Regions from separate parts of the Macaca mulatta genome. Here region 2 is linked to region 1. The links are chromatin contacts, called in public Hi-C maps. All regions are on one chromosome and are shown on one strand. Each heading gives the region's core, a stretch centred on a gene start, on an enhancer-like site or on the middle of the called end of the contact. The rest is flanking DNA. Distances are from core to core; before and after follow the strand shown.

Region 1 (4,716 bases), core at 940-3,439:
GAGCAGAGAAATGAAAATATCCAACTTCTTTTTTTTTTTTTTTTTTGAGACGGAGTCTCGCTCTGTAGCCCAGGCTGGAGTGCAGTGGCTGGATCTCAGCTCACTGCAAGCTCCGCCTCCCGGGTTTACGCCATTCTCCTGCCTCAGCCTCCCGAGTAGCTGGGACTACAGACGCCTGCCACCTCGCCCGGCTAGTTTTTTGTATTTCTTAGTAGAGACGGGGTTTCACCGTGTTAGCCAGGATGGTCTCGATCTCCTGACCTCGTGATCCACCCATCTCGGCCTCCCAAAGTGCTGGGATTACAGGCTTAAGCCACCGCACCCGGCCCCAACTTAAGTCTTAAAACTATCATTCTGTTGCGCTGGTTACAAGGCAGTGTTGTGGCTTGAATTGTGTCCCTGCAAAAAATATGTTGAAGTCCTAACCTCTGGGTACCTGTGAATGTGACCTTGTTTGGAAACAGGGCCTCTGCAGATGTAATTAAGATGTAATTTAGGCCGGGCACGGCGGATCACGCCTATAATCCCAGCACTTTAGGATAAAGATTAGCATAAAGATTCTTTACTTCCAGAGGGACTTGCTTCCCTTTAGGAGGCAGAGGCGGGCAGATCATGAGGTCAGAAGTTCGAGATCAGCCTGGCCAACATAATGAAACCTCAGCTCTACTAAAAATACAAAAATTAACCCGGCGTAATGGCTCGCACCCGTAATCCCAGCTACTCAGGAGGCTGAGGCAGAACTGCTTGAACCCAGGAGGCAGAGGTTGCAGTGAGCCGAGACCACGCCATTGCACTCCAGCCTGGACGACAGAGCAAGCCTTTGTCTCAAAAAAAAAAAAAAAGATGTAATTTAAGACAAGGTTATACTGGAGTAGGGTGGGCCCTTAATCCAACATTACTGATGTCCTTATGAGAAAAGAGTCGGGCTCACTTTGGGAGGCTGAGGAAGGAGGATCATCACTTGAGGCCAGGAGTTCAAGAACAGCCTGGGCAAAATAGTGAGACCCCCATCTCTACAAAAAAGACAATTAGCCAGGTACGGTGGCACATGTCTAGTCCTAGCTACTCGGGAGGCTGAGGAAGGAGGATCCCTTGAGCCCAGGAGTTTGAGGTGACAGTGAGCTCTAAGAATGCCACTGTACCCCAACCTGGGTGACAGAGAGAGACTTTGTCTACAGAACTTTGAGAATAAACCTCTGTTGTTTTAAGCCACGCGGTCTGTGGCACTTTCTTACAGCAGCCTCAGGAAACCAGGGGAAACCAGGCGGCGACGCGCAAAGCCGGAAAGGCGGGAGAGGAGGGGAAATGGTTAATGTCCCAGGCTTGGCCCAGCGTGGCAGGGTGAAGGAGGTGAGGGCGGCTTGGGTTTTGTCTGCTTTGACTGGCGGCAGTGCCTAGGGACTCAACGCGTGGAGTGCTGAGAAAGAGGAGTGTGAAGAAACAGGAATCCAAGACGACTGCGAGGCTCCGAGCGCACAGCCAGGAGGATGGAGCTGCCATCCCAGCGCCGGTCAGGCGGAGGAGGGTGCAGGCTTGGGGAGAGGGCCTGATGTTTGCCCTAAGAGGGCCTAGTGCGAAATGCCTGAGACTGCAGGTGGAGACGCAGGAGTCCCCAAAATATGATCAGTGTGCTCAAAATCCATACGGCACGAGAGCTACGAGGCAGACGCGTCCCCCAGCGCGCGTGTGGCGAGGAGGAGCCCAGGACATTCCGACCTACAGAGACCAGGGCGGGACGCAGCTGCGGGCGGCGGGGCAGGGAGAGGGGCTCGGGGCCCGCGCGCAGCTCCCGGGGTGGTGCAGGCCCGGGCGCCCGCGGGTTCCCTAAGACACCCCGCGGGAGGGCTTCGGGGGAGTCGGGCGCCCTGTGGACCCAAGAGGGGCCTGGGGGGCGGCAGCTCGCGCAGGCCCCGCCACCCGGCCCCGCCCCGCCGCCCGCACCCACACCCGCGGCCGCCCGGCACTCACGTAGCGGCTGCACATGGCCACCGCCAGGTTGCGCAGGTGCGGCGTGGCCCCCACCCACAGGAACAGCGAGTCCGTCAGCCGCATGACGTGGAAGTGGACCAGCTGCTCCCACAGCCTGGCGCTGAAGTTGTGCAGGGAGACGTCCCCGCCGGCGGCGGCAACCAGACCCTCCATGCCGCCCCACGGCTCCCGGCGCTGCACCCGGGTCCTCGCCGCTGCCGGCCCAGCCAGACCCGATGGAGCGAGCACCGAGACACCGAGCGCGCTTTCGCTTTCGGCCCCGGAGGGGCGGGGATGAGGGGCGTGGTCGGGGAGGGGAGGGGTGAGGGGCGGGGTCGGGGCGGGGCGATCCGGGCTAGGGTTGGGGGCGTGGTCGAGGCGGGGCGGCTGCCGGCCCTGGGCGGAGTAGCTGTCCCGGGCGGTCCTGCCGGCCTCTCCCGCGCTGCAGCACCTCTCTAGACTGGGAAAACCCACTTTAGTCGCAGAGTCCGACAGTGACCTCTAGGAGCCCACGGGCGCCCGGCAGAACTCGCCCTCGCTTTGTTTCCTCCCACACCCTAATTATTATTGACGTGGGGCATTCAAGGGCTGAAGCCAGCCGCACGGTCCTGCCAGGCCGTGACACTTCGCCCGACAGACTTTCACTTTTAATTAGTTCTTTAAGCACCCTGAAAACGGCCACCTTCCGTCCCACCTCCTCCTCCTGGCAGCCCTTTAACTCCAGGGAGGCTTCGACTGTACCTAGCCCTAATTAAGAATGGCAACGGTATTGGGAGAAAGCCTTTAGAAAGGAAAATTGTGTCAACTAAGTTGGCAGGAGGATGAGCAGGCACCCTTTTGGACGCCGAGCCCCGAGCTGCAGTCATGTACATGGCCTCGGGCTACCCCTTTAACCTCGCTGAGACTCAGTTTCCTCATCTGCAAAATGCAAATAAGAACAGGAGCCTTTCCGAGACGTGGAAAGGATGGCAAGAGAGTTTCATGGGAAGCACCATGAATCATCCCATTGTCATACCTGTGGAGAGACCCTCAGTAACAAAGGCTTCAATGGGTTAAGAGAAAAGGTGGTAAAAGAAAACAGCCCATTTTGTCAGATTCTGTTACAACTGACTTTAGCGATTTAACTTGGAACTATCAAAGGTCTGCTTTTTAAACGTCCAATAGATCTAATTGAAATTTAAAAGGACATTTTCCATAGTTTCGTTCTATTCGCTAATTATCGATGATTCAATAATACAGTTAATTTTCAGGTCAATATTTTAACAGCTTTATTAAAACGTTATTAACATACAATAACTGCACGCATACAAAGTGTACAAATTGAAGTCTTGACACATGTTATAGCCAGTGAAATCATCATCACAATCCACAGACTGAACGCATCCAGTACCCCTCCTGCCCTCCATAATCACTCCTGCCCCCAACCACTGATCCGCTTCCGGCCACATAAATTAGCTTGCAGTTTCCGGAGTTTTATATCAGTGGAATCACACAGTAAGTACTGTTTTTTGTCCGGCTTCTTTCCTTCATCATAATTATCGTGGGTTAATCTGCGTGCGTGTCAATAGCTTGTGTCCTTGTATTGCTTAGCAGTGTTCCATTGTATGGCTATACCATGGTTGTTTATCCCTTTACACTGTGATCTGAGGGACCAAAATAGATAGCTCTTCATCAGCTAGGAGGACCCAAAGATTAAGGAAACAAAGTTACCTACCGGTGGAGAGTTCCAGGCCTGGCTGGCATGGCAAATTTCTAAATCTGGATTGTAAGGATGGTTTCACTGGCTATACATGTGTCAAAACCTCAGTGCTCCTCTCTCTCTCCGGCTTTGCTCTGTCACTGCTGGGGAAACACACAGGAGAGGGTCACAGCCAGTCATGCCCAACATCAGCGGCCCCGGAACACTGCCCTGCAGTCGCTGGACAGCGTCCTCTCTCACTCCCCTTGAGTATGCTCCCCAAGCCCTGAGCTGACCCAAACCCAGGTTGAGCAGACACCCTTGCTTCTGATGGTATGAAGAAAATAGAGGTGACAAGGCCGGATCTTCCCAGTTCCTGGTCCCTCTCCTGAAACGCTTGTCTTCATTGGATCCTATCTTTCCTCCTGCCCTCTCTGTGATGGTGACCTCCTTGCACTGAAGGTCAATCCATCCACCTGTGCTCTGACCCTGTCCTTTCATGTCCTCAAGAACCTCCCTCATTATCTGTGATGGCGTCTCCAAAGAGCCTGCATGTGCCACCTAGGTCCACTTCAAGAAAGGACTTGTCCCAACTGCTAGAAATCCTACCTTCTGCCATGGCCTCCTTCAGAGCCTGCACACCCTCCCCAGGGCAGCCCATATCCAATAACTGATGGAGGCAGAGTATGAAAGCCAGGCCAGTTTGGCCCAGTGCAGGACAACTCACAACTCTGATGGGCCATTTTGGCTCTGGAGTGCCCATGGAGTCAGCCAAGCCTGCATACTGCAAGGGTGGTATTTACCTTACACCATCAAAAGAAATCAAGGATGGATGGTCAAGTGGCTGAATGTAGTCACCCCCAAAAAAATATTATGATGCCTTGCTCAGTTCCTGGGCCTGGAACCCAACAATTAGAGAGGTGACCAGGTCCCCTGCACCACCATGTGCCATAACAACTGCCCCTGCCATTCCCTAAATGACCAACTGAGTGGCTGGCCACACATCAGAGAAAGAGGAAGATGCAAACATTTCAAGGGTTAGAGCTGGAATTGAGATCTGGGGGCCTGAA
Region 2 (5,022 bases), core at 1,799-4,298, 130 kb after region 1:
AGCCGGGCGTGGTGGCTCACACCTGTAATCCAACGCTTTGGGCGCCCCAGGCGGGTGGATCACGAGGTCAGGAGATCGAGACCATCCTGGCCAACATGATGGAACCCCGTCGCTACTAAAATACAAAAAAAATTTGCTGGGCGTGGTGGTGCGCGCCTGTAATCCCAGCTACTCCGGAGGCTGAGGCAGGGGAATCACTGGAACCCAGGAGGTGAAGATTACACTGAGCCGAGATCGTGCCACTGCATGCCAGCCTGGCGACAGAGACTCCATCTCAAAAAAAAAAAAGAAACTGCTATTACAATATCATATGTTCAGCTATTTCTTTTGTGTATGTTTTGCAAAGTAGCCTACAATAAAGTATTTGCTACTTTCAGGACTTGAATTTACGTGAATCTTGATGAATTATTTTTACATTTCTTTTTTTTTTTTTTTTTTTTTTGAGATAGAGTCTCGCTCTGTCCCCGGGGCTGGAGTGCGGTGGTGCGATCTCGGCTCACTGCAAGCTCCGCCTCCCGGGTTCACACCATTCTCCTGCCTCAGCCTCCCGAGTAGCTGGGACTACAGGCGCCCGCCACCTCGCCCGGCTAGTTTTTTGTATTTTTTTAGTAGAGACGGGGTTTCACCGTGTTAGCCAGGATGGTCTCGATCTCCTGACCTCATGATCCGCCCATCTTGGCCTCCCAAAGTGCTGGGATTACAGGCTTGAGCCACCGCGCCAGCCTACATTTCTTATATATTGTACTATTATATCAATATTCCCATTGTGCCTACTAATTACTTCATGTTTATTATATCCCCAGGCTTTTACATTCATTGTTTCAAATGCTCACAAAAACGCTGCAAGGCAAGAGGCTCAGAGAGGTTGAACAATCTGCCCACATTCACATAGCTAGGAAGTGGCCACGGGGCCATCAGAACTCCAGAGGCCATGATTCCTCTCTAACCTCATGGCTGAGCAGAGTCCTAAGAGGGCTCAGGCACTGGGGCCACACTCTGACTGCCAGATACAGTGTGGTGCAGGCGTCAGCAGGACAGTCTCTGATTCTCTGGCAGGGCATCCCAAGGTTGAACTTGGAAAATGTTTTTTAGGAAGATTGTTAGGTTATGTGAATTATTAATATCTGTAACTGTACATAATACACAATTTCAGGTAGAAAAGTTTTTTTTTTGACCTGACCCAGGAATAAATCACCTTACAGATTTTGAAATAAGGGTCAAAGTTCCAAACAGCAGACTTACAAACAAGTTTTTGGAACACAAGTCAATTGTAGGTTGGGCAGTGGCTATTCTGAAGCTAAGTTTTTACATGAATCCTTTTACCTACTGACACTGAGCTACAGCTGCGTTTCAGGATTAACTAACACCACTGCCTGTTTTTCTAGATTATATGTCATATCAACTTGCAGCTGCATGTATAAAATGGCAGTACGAAATCCAGAGAAACCTGTTTTTTCAGAGATATTTTAGGAAGAATGACCTGCAATGCAACTCGGTGAATGGGGCCTTCCTCAACCATTAAATAACCTATCAGAACTATATTGGTAGGCCGAGAGCGCCTGTAATCCCAGCACTTTGGGAGGCCGAGGTGGGTGGATCATTTGAGGTCAAGAGTTCGAGACCAGGTTGGCCAACCTGGCGAAACCCCATCGCTACTAAAAATACAAGAATTAGCCGGGCATGGTGGCGGGTGCCTGTAATCCCAGCTACTTGGGAGGCTGAGACCACGAGAATCCCTTAAACCTGGGAGGCAGAGGTTGCAGTGAGCAAGATCACACCACTGCACTCCAGCCTGGGCAGCTGTAGCCATTGACATGTTTTTCCATCTATCAAAATAGCCCTGACCATCTTATAATAATTCTAAAATTAAAGGAGCTAGTCAATTGCAATATGAAATTTTAAAAGTTGGTCAGTTTTGCCCTCTTTTCTCCTCCTAAATCAAGTTTTCAAACTAAAAGTTTCTATGTTGGATCAAGTAAAGTTCTAAACGCTGTGTACCTATCTAGTATTGACTTCATGGAAATAGCCCATCAACAGTCAACTGAGCACATGCACTGTGTACGTTCGTTGTATACGTGCGTTTGCATGTGTGTAGGGATGTATGTAGACAATAAAGTAAAACAAGCTTCATGCCGCTATATCCACATTTCTGCCCAGTATCTCTGGGGACCAAGAACATTCATTTTCAAGACGGAAGGTCAGAAATTAATCCAGTTTTTTGTTATTGTTTTACCTGAAATGGGGGAGAGGTGGGACGACAAATGAGAATAAAGCAGGTTCCTGGGCATCTCCACACATGTAGATCAGATCCTCTGGGAGTGAGGCCCAGGATTCTGAATTTTCACAGTTCCCAATGTGATTCTTTTGCACATTAAGGTACGAGATCAGCAAGCAAAGAGAAGACTTAGGGCTCTCGGGACCCGGGATTAAGGCCTTAGCGGTACTAGAGAGCTAATGGGCACAGTCATTCTCAGGCTGATTTCTGACATAGGAGGAAGAAGAGATTATTGTCCTTATGCCCTTACAGTGTGGACTCTGGACAGAGCAATGGACTAATAAGGGTGTTGGGATTCTAATCCGTGCTTCGTCACGGGTGAGTCTATACTGCGGGCAAAAGTATCTCCCTGGGTCTCTCTGGTCTGCACACTGAAGGGGCTGCACTCCACGGCCCAAGGCCTCTACTGCTCCGGACTCTTTGAACTTAGGCTGACCGAGGCGCATGCACGATCGAGGGACTCGCGCACCAAGCGCGGCTGCACCCCAAGATCGGGGTCTCGCGGCACAAAGGGCGGCAGGGCGGCCGGACCTCGCCCACGCCCAGTGCCCACACGCCCGGAACTCCTGCGGTCGGCACGCGCCCCTCCCGCCGCCCCTCGAGCGCGCGGATGCTGGGGATCCCAGGGGCGGGGTGGCCGCCATTACCCGAAGGCGGCCGCGGGTCCGGCCCGTGGGACGTGGATCCCGGGCTTCAGCGCCGAAAGCAGCAGCCGCAGCCGCAACACGCCTCGGCCACCCAGCACAGCCACCATGGTCACAAGTCGCGTCGCCGGCGGGAGCGCGCATGCGCTGAGACCCAGGGCGGTCCGCGGCCCACTCCGCCCACCCCGCCCACCCCGCCGCTCCATCCTGCTTTGCCCTCTACCCTTCCGGCCCCGCCCCGAAGCCCCGCCCCGAAGCCCCGCCCCGAAGCCCCGCCCCGAAGCCCCGCCCCGAAGCCCCGCCCCGAGGCCCCGCCCCGAGGCCCCGCCCCGAAGCCCCGCCCCGAAGCCCCGCCCCGCCGGGTGCTTTCCTGTGGGCGACGGAAACTCGGCTCGTGGTTTCCCAGTCCTGGAACTGCCTGCACCTGCAAAGACCGTCCCCTCTCGTGCTGGCTCTGGCTCCCGGGCTGAGTGTCCCAGTCGGCGCTGCCCCGCCCCCGCTCGTCGCCTCAGCGACCGTGGCCTTTCCAGGAGTCGAGGCTGCCAACCATAGCGCCCTCGCTGGGTGGGCGTCCACGCGGGGCTCTGGCTCTAAGCCGGCTACTAACGGTGGAAGTGTATTTGCTTTTCAGAGATGATGAGATCTAAATTTTCTTTATACAACTTCACACCCATTAGGATGGCTGCTAGCAAAACCCCCAGAAATTATTGTTGGTGTAGATGTAGAGAAATTGAAGCCCTTGTATATTGCTGTTGGGAATGTAAAATGGTGCAGCCACTGTGATGAACAGTACTGTCGTTCCTCAGAAAATCAGTTATATGATCCAGTATTTTCTTTCCTGGGTATATAACCCAAAATAATTTAAAACAGGGTGTACAAGAAGAAATGTTTTTACACTCATGTTGACAGCAGCACTATTCACAATAGCCAAAAGAGTGGAAGCAATTTAAGTGTCCAAAACCAGATACATGGATAAACAAAATGTTGCCTGTGCATGCAATGGAGCATTTTTTAGCCTGAACAAAGAACGAAATTCTGACACATGCTACTACATGAACCTGGAGGGCACTATGCTGAGGGAGGTAAGCCAGTCACAAAAAGACATACTGTGTGATTCCACTTATATAATAAGGTGCCTAGAGGAGTCAAACTTCTAGGGACAGAAAATACAGTGGAGGTCGTCGGGGGCTGGTGGAAGTGGGAATGGAAAGTTGGTGTTTCCTTGGGACAGTGTTTCAGTTTGGGGAGATGGATTTTCGTGATGGCTGCATAACATTGTGAGTGTACTTAATGCCACTGAACTATACACCTAAAAGTGGTTTAAGTGGTAATTTTATGTATGTTTTACCACACTTAATGTTTGCTTTGACTATATAATTCCAGCTTTATAAATGTTATAGACATTATCTAATTGAAAGCTCAGTGGAGAAAAAAACCACTATTGCTTTAAGTCTATCGTTCTGCCTTAATTGGAAATAACTGGCAGATTTGTGGCTACTGTTGTAGCCTTGGCTTGAATAATTGGAGACAACAGCTTCTTTGCATATTGCATGACTGTCCCTCCAAGAGACCTTTTTGGTGTCAGTCAGTCCTGTGGGCACAGTGCTTGTAGGTGTTACTCATGGAAATGTCTGCCACCTGCAGTGTCCTCACTGGCCCTTTGGAGTTTCTTGAGTAGTAAAGGCAGTTTTGGCCTAAATACAGACTATGCAAAAGTTTTCATATACTCTCAACATAACTCTATCACATTAATTCCTGAATAAAAGGAAAGAGACATATATAATGTTTGAGTGGAATTTAATCATTTGACTTTCAGCAATCTTTGGTGAGGTATTTCCTTTTTTCCTGATATGTTGATTGGGGTTTCATCTCAGAAATGATAAAAATAGCTGTCTGTACAGTTTCAACACCAGTTACCCTAGTGCTAAGCAAAACAGTAGCACTGAGTTTTTAGGTCTTTGGTGTCACTATTTTTTTCTTTTTTTTGAGATGGAGTTTCACTCTTGTTGCTCAGCTGGAGTGCAATGGCGCGATCTCAGCTCACTGCCACCTCTGCCTCCCGGGTTCAAGCGATTCTCCTGCCTCAGCCTCCCGAGTAGCTGG

Evidence for each region. A called contact is a pair of places that touch in the nucleus more often than the background predicts.
Region 2: a contact with region 1 is called in a Hi-C map of fetal cortex germinal zone, with 3 times the contacts expected there. The contact joins the promoter of BPHL here to the promoter of PSMG4 in region 1. A contact is called at or near these places in 7 of 14 Hi-C or Micro-C datasets (CD4 T cells, blood, cortical neurons and 4 more).

Annotation. Positions count from the first base shown.
Region 1 is chr4:180,013,483-180,018,198 of T2T-MMU8v2.0, forward strand. PSMG4 (proteasome assembly chaperone 4) reads right to left here and starts at 2,190. Exons shown (of 3, transcript NM_001261808.1): 1 at 1,969-2,190. The coding sequence starts at 2,142.
Region 2 is chr4:180,144,463-180,149,484 of T2T-MMU8v2.0, forward strand. It overlaps BPHL (biphenyl hydrolase like), which reads right to left and starts at 3,049. Exons shown (of 6, transcript XM_015135441.3): 1 at 2,923-3,049. The coding sequence starts at 3,029.